Regions from separate parts of the Ovis aries genome. Here regions 2 and 3 are each linked to region 1. A link is a contact called in public Hi-C data. All regions are on one chromosome and are shown on one strand. Each heading gives the region's core, a stretch centred on a gene start, on an enhancer-like site or on the middle of the called end of the contact. The rest is flanking DNA. Distances are from core to core; before and after follow the strand shown.

What was found. A called contact is a pair of places that touch in the nucleus more often than the background predicts.
Region 2: a contact with region 1 is called in a Hi-C map of liver, with 2.4 times the contacts expected there. The contact joins two enhancer-like sites. A contact is called at or near these places in 4 of 16 Hi-C or Micro-C datasets (liver, omental adipose tissue, skin fibroblasts and 1 more).
Region 3: a Hi-C map of tail adipose tissue shows a contact between it and region 1, with 5 times the contacts expected there. The contact joins two enhancer-like sites. A contact is called at or near these places in 3 of 16 Hi-C or Micro-C datasets (omental adipose tissue, skin fibroblasts and tail adipose tissue).

Annotation. Positions count from the first base shown.
Region 1 is chr13:3,676,509-3,680,040 of ARS-UI_Ramb_v3.0, reverse strand. The region is part of intron 2 of SLX4IP (SLX4 interacting protein); the gene reads right to left. Among named protein-coding and RNA genes, the nearest start is that of JAG1, 120 kb to the left of the region's middle. Within about 2 kb of position 1,525, at least 18 of the 54 cell types and tissues checked have an H3K27ac peak or open chromatin away from gene starts, as enhancers often do. A contact at or near this core is called in tail adipose tissue, where this site is marked.
Region 2 is chr13:3,792,961-3,796,492 of ARS-UI_Ramb_v3.0, reverse strand. All of the region lies in intron 2 of JAG1 (jagged canonical Notch ligand 1), which reads left to right. Among named protein-coding and RNA genes, the nearest start is that of JAG1, 6.1 kb to the left of the region's middle. Within about 2 kb of position 1,987, at least 3 of the 54 cell types and tissues checked have an H3K27ac peak or open chromatin away from gene starts, as enhancers often do.
Region 3 is chr13:3,585,478-3,589,009 of ARS-UI_Ramb_v3.0, reverse strand. All of the region lies in intron 2 of SLX4IP (SLX4 interacting protein), which reads right to left. Among named protein-coding and RNA genes, the nearest start is that of SLX4IP, 42 kb to the right of the region's middle. Within about 2 kb of position 1,534, at least 31 of the 54 cell types and tissues checked have an H3K27ac peak or open chromatin away from gene starts, as enhancers often do. A contact at or near this core is called in tail adipose tissue, where this site is marked.

The DNA of each region.
Region 1 (3,532 bases), core at 276-2,775:
GCCCGACTGCTCCGTCAAGCTAAGTTCTCTGCTATCACTTTGTCATCAGCAAGGATGATTTTCCAAAAAAAAAAAAAAAAAAAGCAATGGTTTTATACACTGGAATATTACACAGCCATTAAAAAGAATGAGATAATGCCATCTGCAGCAACATGGATGGACCTGGAGAGTGCCATGCCGAGTGAAGTGAGTCAGACAGGGAAGGAGGACTATCATGAGATCCTTTATATGCGGAATCTAAAAAGAAATGATGCAAATAAGCTCACAAAACAGAGACGCACAGTCTTAGAGAAGGATCTTAAGGGTACCAGGGGATGGGGGTGAGGGATAGTCAGGGAGTTTGGGACGGACATGTGCACACTGTGATATTTAGAATGGCTAACTAACAAGGACCCACTGTATAGCACACAGAACTTTGCTCAATGTTATGTGGCAGCCTGGATGGAGAGGCGTTTGGGGGAGAATGAAGATATGTATATGTCTGGCTGAGTCTCTTTGCTGCTCACCTGAAATTATCACAACATTCTTAATTGAGTATACCCCAATACAAAATAAAACATTAAAAAAAAAGTGATGTTTCAACAACCTGATCTGATACTATGTAGTATCTTTCTAAAAAGAGCTGAATATAAAGGTCCAATTTGGTATTTTTTTCATCATTTGTGAAGGCTTCCCTGATAGCTCAGTTGGTAAAGAATCCACCTGCAATACAGGTGCCCCCAGTTCGATCCCTGGGTTGGGAAGATCCCTTGGAGAAGGGAAAGGCTACCCACTCCAGTATTCTGGCCTGGAGAATTCCAAGGACTATACAGTCCATGGGGTCGAAAACAGCTGGACATGACTGAGTGACTTTCACTTTCATTTTTCATTTCATCATTTGTAGCTCTGATCACAAATAAGCTATGTGTACATACACACTGCTATACAGACACATACACTGCTGTATTTAAAACAGATAACCAACAAGGACCTACTGCAGAGCACAGGGAACTCCGCTCAATATCCTGTGATAACCTAATTGGGAAAAGAATTTGAAAATGAACAGATACATAGTTGTATAACTGGATCACTTTGCTGTACGTCTGAAACTAACAAAACATTGTTAATGCTGGAGTGCTAACCACACTCCAATATAAAACAAAAATAAAAAATAAGCTAGTCTGTTTGCTTATAAGCAGCCTGACCAGAATGTCTTAAAAAAAAAAATCACTGACTCTCAGTTTGGTACTTAAACCTTCCTGAGCTTTCTGCCAGACCCCACCTCCCTGCTCCCACAGAGGGGTGCAGCCAGCCTTCTGAGTTCTCCAGTGAGAACTCTCTGCAGTCCCCACACTAATCACAGGTATTCTGCCTTTATGAAGTCCCTGCTCTCAAAGCTTTGCTTCTTTTCTCCCATGAGTAAACAGCAGTGAAAAGGGGAAAAAATCAGGAAAGCCAGCTCTGACGGCAGCCAGCAGCGAGGCCTCCAGCCCTCCCCTCCATGCTTAGCGCCTGCTTCTCCTCTCACCAGCTCTTCTGCGTGGAGCACCAGTGGCTCTCAGAGTCCTCCACACAGGCCACTCTCTCTCTCAGCCCAGTGGCTGTAGAGAGAGGAAGCGCTGCATCCCGGCTTGGGCTGGGAGTCAGCCAGCCCAGGGCCGGTCCAGCTTCCTCTCTCCTCCGCCCAGAGGTTTCGGCCAAAACCCTGGGAGTCACCCCTCACTCCTTCCTTCCCCTCAGCCTGCAACATTGGCCACCACGCCTGGCCGGTTCTGCTTCTTCAAGAGTTAAATACTGCCCCACCCCCCCCCACCCCCAGCTCCTCGCTCACGTCATCTCCCACTTGGAGCATCAGGACCACTTCTCTGAGACTCAGCCGCCAGCAGAGCCACACCCGCCATGCAGAGGCCCGAGCTCTGCTAAGGCCCCATCCTCACCGTCTCCCGCGGCTCCTGGGCACGTGCTCTTTGCTTCCAAAGCAGTGGTGCTCCTGTGCTCAGTGGGCCCCTGCACGTCCCTGAAGGAGTGTGTCCACCCCTTTGGAACTTTTCTGAAGGGTTCACCCCTTCCTCCTCTGGATCAGTGATGTTTCCTGCTTATTTCTGCATGAAGTGGCTGCTCCACCAAGGGGCCTCCGATGCCAGACTGGCAGCTCCTGGGTGGAGACAGTGACCACACCTCTGTCCCTCTGCAACCCCTGGGGTCAGCACAGTGCTGGCTCAGAGTGAATGCTTACTGTGTAGAGGCAGGGAGGGAGGGAGAGAGGGAGAGGGAGGGAGAGGGAGATGGAGGGAGAAGGGCACCCGAGCTCTGAGTTTAGGGCAAAGCACAGCCTCATGTGCTAACTGGGGACTCCCCACTCCAAGGCCAGGGTCATTCAGACAGCCCCAGACACTGATGTGTCAGAGAATCACTTTCTCCCTCCTTATTCTGGAGTGGTGAAAACTATGTCATCACCAGCGACAACCGCTCATTTTCCATCTTTTGGAAAAAGGGAATTCAAGGATCCTCAGATTACCTCACCCCAAACTCACTGCCAACCAAGTATGTTGGTGATTTTTCCTATCTCTTGCCTAAGAATTTCAGAGCCGAAACTTAATGAGTACCAAGGCTTCCTCCTCCGGATCAGAGAAATCTTATCCTCTAATTTTACAATGAAGTGTAAAATGAAAGTGAGGATGCTAACATTTCTCATTCATGCTGGTATCTCAGATACAGGTTCAGAATTCTGAGATGCGTGGAAGGCTCCCCACGTTCTCTCATTCATTCATTCATTATTCATTCCCGCCTGGGGTGGGGGGTTCAGGGTAAGCCCTGCAGGAGGTGTTACCACAGCGCACACCCCAGCGTAAGCTCTGCAGGAGATGGGACCACAGCGCACACCCCTGGACCAGAGCGAGTTCTCAACTCTGCCCGAGGGAGGCCAGGGTGGAGGGGAGGCATCACAGCCGCGTGGTGGAGAAAGCCCCAGAGAGCCTGGGGTGCTCTGGGGACACTCGAGTCTCATTATGTGGACACAGGGCAGGTCAGCAGTTGAGGCCACAGGGCAGGAGGGCTCAGCACACGGAGGAGCCGCAGACGTGCCCTGAGGGGCAAGGAGACGCAAGGCTGGAGGCAGAAGTGCCCAGGGCCAGGCTTCCAGTTTCAAAGCCACCACAAAACCCTAATGAGTGGGAGGTGGGAGCTGATGGGGAGGCTCAAGAGGCAGGGGCTGTGTGTGTACCCATGGCGGATTCATGTTGCTATGTGGCAGAGATTAACACAGTACTGTAACACAATTTAATTAAAAGTTAAAAATTTATAAAAAAGGAAAAAAAAAACCCAAACAGTCCACACACACACACACACACACACACACACATATATATATATATATATATATACACACATACATACTATATATATACAAAACCCTAATGAAAGTCAGCAGAAGGCAGCCCTGGGAGAGGAGGGGTGGCGTGAGGACACTCGGAAGACAGTCAGGAGCTGCAGCTGGGTACGGGGAGGGAGGGCAAGGGTGGGCGTGTAGGCAGGTCCAGCCATTTCCCTGGGG
Region 2 (3,532 bases), core at 738-3,237, 120 kb before region 1:
TCAGGCACCTCACCTCTCAGCCTCTTATTTAAATGCCATTGACACTGGGTAATTCAGATGCTATAAGGTTAGTTACAGACTGCAACCGACATGCCTTTGCCTTTTATGCTGTCCTTCCGGGTCCCTGGGACTTCACTTGTAAATTCCCTGGTAAAGAATCTGCCTGCAATTCGGGAGACCTGGGTTCGATCCCTGGGTCGGGAAGATCCCCTGGCGAAGGGAAAGGCTACCCACTCTAGTATTCTGGCTTAGAGAATTCCATGGACTGTATCGTCCATGGGGTCTCATAGAGTCAGACATGACTGAATGACTCTCACTTTCCCGGTCCCTGGGTAGCCAGTGGAGGGATGGGGTTCTCACTGGACCTGGCCCCTTTCTGCAGTCAGAATGTGCCACCCAGGTGATCAGCGTGTGTGCACACAGACAGCTCACGTGCGTACATGCTCATAGCAAGGACTTTCTGTGTGTGGGGAAAACACCCTTTGCCCTAAAACACCTCCCTCATACTAAAGCGATGAAATGATATGTCTGCATTGCAAAACCTGGCTGGGGAGAAAATGGAGCTGTGCTCACTTGGTGCTGTGGGTCTGCAGAGTGGCTGCCCCCCACGTGGACTCCTGTGCAAGGTACTAGGTTTCTCATAGTTTTTTCCTCTGCCAGGTGTAGTAGCCTTGGCGTGTTCTTCTCCTTGTTGTCTTGTTTCTTAGCAACTTATTCAAATCTCCAGTACGTACATGAGTTTGCAACCCACCAATTCCACACCCATCATTCTACAGGGACTTCAAACATTTCTCAAGACTGGTAGAGCTTTTGGCATGCAGGCACTTAGGGAAGTTGGGTGGGTGAGGAGGAGGGGCAGCAGCCCCTTACAAAGCACGCAGCCTCCGAGAAAGCCAGCCATCTGAACACTGCCTAAAATCTGTAGAGCAAACGGTTGTAACGGACCTTTGGATGGAAGGCATGTGAAAAGTTTAGCATGGAGGGAAAATGTTATTCATGAAAAAATGAAGCCAAGGCAACAAAGAGTCTTCATGTCCTGATCTGAAAACAGGAATACAGAGGCCTGGGCTAGATTTGGAGCAGCCGCTGGCCCATTGTAGGAGGGCCAGAACCTGGTTCTAGTGCCAAGAGTTCAAGAGTAGTTACCGTGTAAGAATACATAATCTCTGGACATGCATACAATTAGCATGGTAATCTATAAGGCAAATATTCCTGAGAATTCCCCTTGGTAAACTTCTAGAGACACGTTTCTACCCTCTCTGCCGAGGCGAGGTGCCAAGCTGCTCCAGTCTAAATACGTTAAAAAAAAAAATGTTAGACCCAAACACAGCTAACCTAGTTTTCAACTTTAGGAAGATGTTTTTAATAGTGCACATGGAAAGTGATGATTCTTGGGTTTTCTAGGGGAGGAGGAGTAGGCCTCTGGGTTCCGAAATGTCCTGCTTCTATCTGGTGGCGGGGGGCGGGGAGTTGCTGGGGGGTGGTTCGGTGGGGGGGGGGGCGCTAAGTGCCTGTGTTGTGACTCCCATGCTGGTCTCTGATCCCTCCCCCGTGGCCCTTGATTTTATGGCACCAAAGACATTTGTCTCTGGTGCAGTGTGTGTGCAGGGAGGCAGTTCCGCAGCGTGGGTCCCAGTGGTTAAAAGTGGTACATAAATAGTCAAACGTCCAGGGTCCTCTACCAGCTCAGCCCAGCCTCTCTGCACTTTTGGTAAATGAGTAGAAAGGCATCTTGTTCAGGCTTGCTCTGTGTGAACCGGACGGTTGTGCTTGGCTGGCTTCTCGGTATTCTATCTATTAACCTCGCCACCCTTTTGTAACTGGTGCATTTAATTATCAGTGGGATGCTTTTCAGACAGGTAGGGGTAACGATGGGAAAGGGGGTGGGGGCATCTCATTGAGAGTCTTCAATCTGGATCCGAGCTTTGGGGCCCCGCTTGCTGAGTCTTTGAGGTGGGGTTTCATGAGAAAATCACCCTTTGTAACCAGATCAGACTCTATTGAAATGTCAAGCCCTGCAGACTAAATTGCTTTCTATGACTGAGGTTTCAGCTGTCCGCCATGGGGTGGCTGTCCCTGCTGTGTGCCTCACTTTGCCCAAACCCCGCCACACACGTGAGTTGTCGGGGTGAGCACGTGTGTACCCACACATGGCATTTCTGGAGCCTTTATGTAATATGTTTGTGCCTGGAATATATTCTACTCTGGCCACCCAGACGCAGGCAGGACAATAGTGTGGCCGGATTGACTGAAACGAGGATTACAGGGAATAATGCTGCCGCCTCACAAATAGTGCAGATACAGGGCCAGCCACAGGATGCGACCGTCGAGTCAGCAGAGCCCAGGGCCCCAGCCTGACCGGGGTGATGACTGCATACAATGGCCCCCCGGGCACACTGGGCACTCCCAGGGTGTGCCCCTGCCGCCCGCCGGGGCCTCTGGACGTTGCATGCATGCCATTTGCAGGGTGGGTTTTCTGTGTCCGTCAGCTTGGCAGGAGGGGAAACAGCCACTTCTCAGAGCTTGGTTTGGCTGCCACTGTTGCCAGGAAAAGGAAGCTCCCAGCTGTCAGCACAATCACCCTTGTTTCTCACATCCCCCCTTCTTAATGTGGCAGTTAAGTGCTTGCCACTCTGCCCAGTGCCAAGGTAACCCCCGCAGGCGGGATGGGTGTGGAACCCGGGCCTCCCGCAGCCCAGGTGCCAGGGGCAGGGGCAGGCACAGGAGCGCTTTGAGGCCAGGACCCTCCTCGAAGTAGAATCCCAGGACATCCTCTCCAAAGGGCCTTCTGAAAGCTGACCATTGTGCCTTCCTGCTGCACAGAATGGAGACCCACCTCCCAGGTTGCCAGGTTCCCTGGAGCTGGGGAGGGGCAGAGCCACTCACTCGGTGAGCCCAAACTGAAGGCCTGATCCTGCCCATCCCTCCTGCTTTGCCCCCTGGCTGTTCTTCTGGAAAAAAAGGAAAAATAGATGAATGCCAGGTAGCTTTATATAAGAATCCTGTTCTCATAGCTTGAAACCAAGAAAAATCCAGGTGTGTGCAGTTTTCTTTTGTGTTTCTTTGGGGGTGGGGGTGTTTGTATGAACTTATCAGTAAGTTGGAACACCTGCCAGTCATCTCACCTGCCCCCCGTGCCACGCTGTGAGGAGGGACCTGGGACTCTGCCTCCCTTGGGGTTAGGTTGGCAGCGGCCATTTGGGTGTGAATGATTGTAGCAGAATGCCAGTTTGGGACCTGGTACCTGGCCTTGACGGCATAAAGTGCGCATGCATGGTCTGGACCCTGGAGTTTGGATGTACCTTCTGGGATGCACAGAGGTTAAACGTGGGCCTGGGAAAAGTTAAAGCTCTCTGGCAACTAATAATCATTGCCAAATGATCTCGATTGCTGATCTATAGTGTGGGGACGGAGTGGGGGGCGAGAGTGCCTAATAGGGGCCTCCAAAGGATTCTTTGCCTTGAAGGTTGGGTGGGGAGGAGTCCTCCTGCCCCAGGAGGTGAGTCCTAGAACTGTGGTCCCTGCTCTGAAG
Region 3 (3,532 bases), core at 285-2,784, 91 kb after region 1:
ACCTGAGTGACCTGTGGTTTTGCCACAACATCCCATAAAGAGAGAGACCGGAACAAAATCACCGCACTCATTCGCTCACAACTCAGCTCTGCAGGGCGGAGTCTGCGTCACCTAACCTGCTGCTGTTTAAACTGGGACACATTTTCTCATGACAAACCACCTTGAGGAGTGGAGCAGGCCATCATCACCCTTGTCTGTGTCTCTAGTGCCTAACCCAGGGCCTTGCACACTAGGGATAAAGGAAGATCTGCTAACTGACACCTCACATATGAAAAGAATTAGACTAGTCCTCACCCCAAAGAATTATGAGAGCAAGAACAAGTAAGACACCCAGGCCAAGTCCCTCTAACACTGTACAGAATGTCACTGTAAGATAATCACCGCCTAAAGTGTTCTTTTCCCAAACACTCTGACAGCACTGTCTTTAATTATTACTTTGACACCCATAAGAAACTCTGTTAAACAGACAGGAATAACAGCACTATCACACAGCTGAAGAAATGGATGCTCAGAGGGGTAAACACAATTCAGCCAGTCATCCACGTTTCACAAGTGAGGTCATGACATGATATCAGGAACCCTGATCAAAAGTCTGAGGCTAATTTCATCTTCTAGGATACCTTCCTCAAAAATCTGAGGATCTAAATTTCAAGAAGTACTGTAAAAGAACCTAGAGTCACATGAAAAGGATACAAAGAATCACAGAAATTTATAAGACACGATCTCAATACTGACCCATAAGAGACAGTGCCTTTTTCAGGTCATGATAACTAGGATGTCCTATTCGGCACAGGCCTTGCCAGAACCTCTATGACACCAAATCTCTGTGAAACAAATGGCGTAACACTCTGCCTTACCTCAGATCACACTCGCAAAACACAGCATGTGCCTATTGCTGTGTAGAGTGACTATTACAAACTCATTCTTTCTTTGGTGTTTCTCGTAGTCCGAAAATCAGAATGTTATTGTCACATGCTGCTCACATGCAAAAAAGGGACGTATCCAGTGGCCTAGTTTCCTATATTACCTAATCATGGGTATTCCAAGAGGTCACAACCAGAGGAGCCCTGAAAAGGACACTAAAAATAGATGGACACTGTGTATCTTTACATCATTTGGCTAATGACTGGACTGCTGCACACGTGGGCCATTCAGGGAAGTGTCATCTCCATTCCCAGGGGTTCTGGAAGGCAACGACCCTCTGTGAGTCCCCACCCCTCAGCTCACTTCTTCAACTTCGCATCTCCAAAGTTCACAGTCACAATAACAATAAGGAAAGGTGAGTAGGAACTACAGTACTATAATAACACTGTGACTCCAAGGACTTTGCCCCAGCCGAATCCTTCCAGTCTTTACTGCCAGGACCAGGGTTGGGCTGGGGTCCCAAAGCCTTCCAAGGACCAAAGGGACGCTCACCCTCAGCCCCTCGCTCCGCTTCCAGAACCTGGAAGGGCGGCACGCCAGAGGCAGTCTTGCGTCACTGAGAAGGCTTTCTCCGCGGCCTCTGGGGATAGTTTGGATTGACTGCTTCCTACTGCTGTGGTTAACGGTTGTGTTTCCTGGTCAGGAGGTCTATGAGACAGCGATCTACACATCCACGGGCTAGCAGGCTATCGGTGGGGGTAAACACATAACTCCCAGGCTAACAAACATCGGCATTTAGGATGTCACGATCCTGTAGGAACGGGCCAGCAATTTTAGAAGCACTTGGGCTGCTGTGGTTTCTTGGATCGCCATGTCTGCTGAGCTGCTCGTGGAACAATGATGCCCTCTACAGCCCTCAGGGAGAATTCAAGGGACAGAATGAGCTCTTGTATCTGTGAGAGATCCTGAATCTGCTTTTCTACTAAGATTTTTTTTTTACACTAGCATAAGTTAATAATATACATGTGTTTGTATGCATGTTGGAAAAAAATTCAAGTACCATAGTCTACACAGTCTAACAGTAAGGTCCTAATTAAAATAAAACAAAATGATGTCCAAAGAATTAACATCACTATACTGAAACAATTTACTTTCCTAAAGGCCTCATAGAAGCAAACTCTATACAACGTCATTTTGGCTATTAACAAAGGCTATTTTCAAAAGAATCACTTAAAATATTTTCAAAGTGGAACTCCTAAAAGGAGAAACAGGTTGAGATGAATTTTTTTTGAAAGAAAAGAAATAAACCACAAATTGGAGATTATAACATTTCCTGTCTGGGACTGAAAAAAGACCAGTATGAAATAACTCTAAGCTTGAGTGACTTCCCTGTTCTCCGTAAGACATGAGGAAAGAAATTTCTCATTTTTGTAATAAGGAAAATGAGGGATACTGGGCGCCTCAGAAAGGTTCCAAATTACTCAAGGCAGATACACAAGAAGCACAGCACAGGTCCTTCATCTTGGGAAATGTTGCTAAGAGCAATATGCTGTGAGAGGGTGTGTATATAACACACGGCAGTGTGTACCTGCGCACAGTCAAAGGAACAACGTGAGAGGGTAATCAATGCAGGAAAAGTTTAGATCTTGTGTGAAAATAAAAGCAAGCCTTTGGTCAAGCCTGGGAAAAGTTGATGCGTACAGACTATGCAAGAAAAGGTGAGAGGGCACAGGAAGAGAGAAAACCACAGGCCAGATCTCTGCAGGAAATGCAAATTCATCAGTTTCATAGAAACAGGCGGACACGTTCCCAAGTTTCAAGATGAAAATATAGGTCAGAGTTAAAGAGGAAGGGGAAAAGAGTTATCAGAGTGCCTTGAAGTCAGCTGGCAAGTTTAGATTAGATCTCATTTAACAGAATTACTTCTGATCGCTTAGGCAAGGAAATAACATGGTAAAAATGGTGTTAAGAAAACATTACCCTGGCACTTCTCTAGAGGCACTGGAATGGCAGCACAAGAAAGGCATGGAGGTCATGCTGAGACCAGTGCAGAAATAGAAACAGCAAGGATGACAAAGGCTGAATTATAAGAAAAGGAGAGAGAAGCAGCAAGTCCAGGACACTTTGTTGAGGATGGATGCATTACACACAACGGTGAGGGAAGGACAAGGAGACAGCATAGGCTGGTAAGTCCAGGGACATCCAAAGCAAAAGCCAATTTAGAAGAAAACAGGATAAACTGAATTTTTAGTGTGCAGTTTCAGGGATCAATTTAGGCATAGACTTCAGCAGGCAGGTGGAAAGTTGAAACTGAAAAGAGGGTTTGAGAAGCCAGGATTGTATTTAAACACTGTCTAATCACCGCCCCCCACCCCCGCCCAAAAAAAAAGATGCGCTGACACACGTGGAAAGGAATGGGGGAAATAAAGCCCAGAAAACTGGGTGTCTGGCCAGAGGCAGAGATAACACTTGGAAGTTTCATTTCAGATCCAACAAGAACTTGGTTTCAAAGTCATCAACACGCAGAACAAAGGCTCTCACTGGAAAGTGATGGTCCTTGAAAGCTTTAAGCCTGAGGCAGAATTTAACTGGGTGATAGCTGGTAAACGTCTATGAATTTTATTCCAGATCTATCAAGTACTCAGCACACAATGAGTTCCCACCAGGA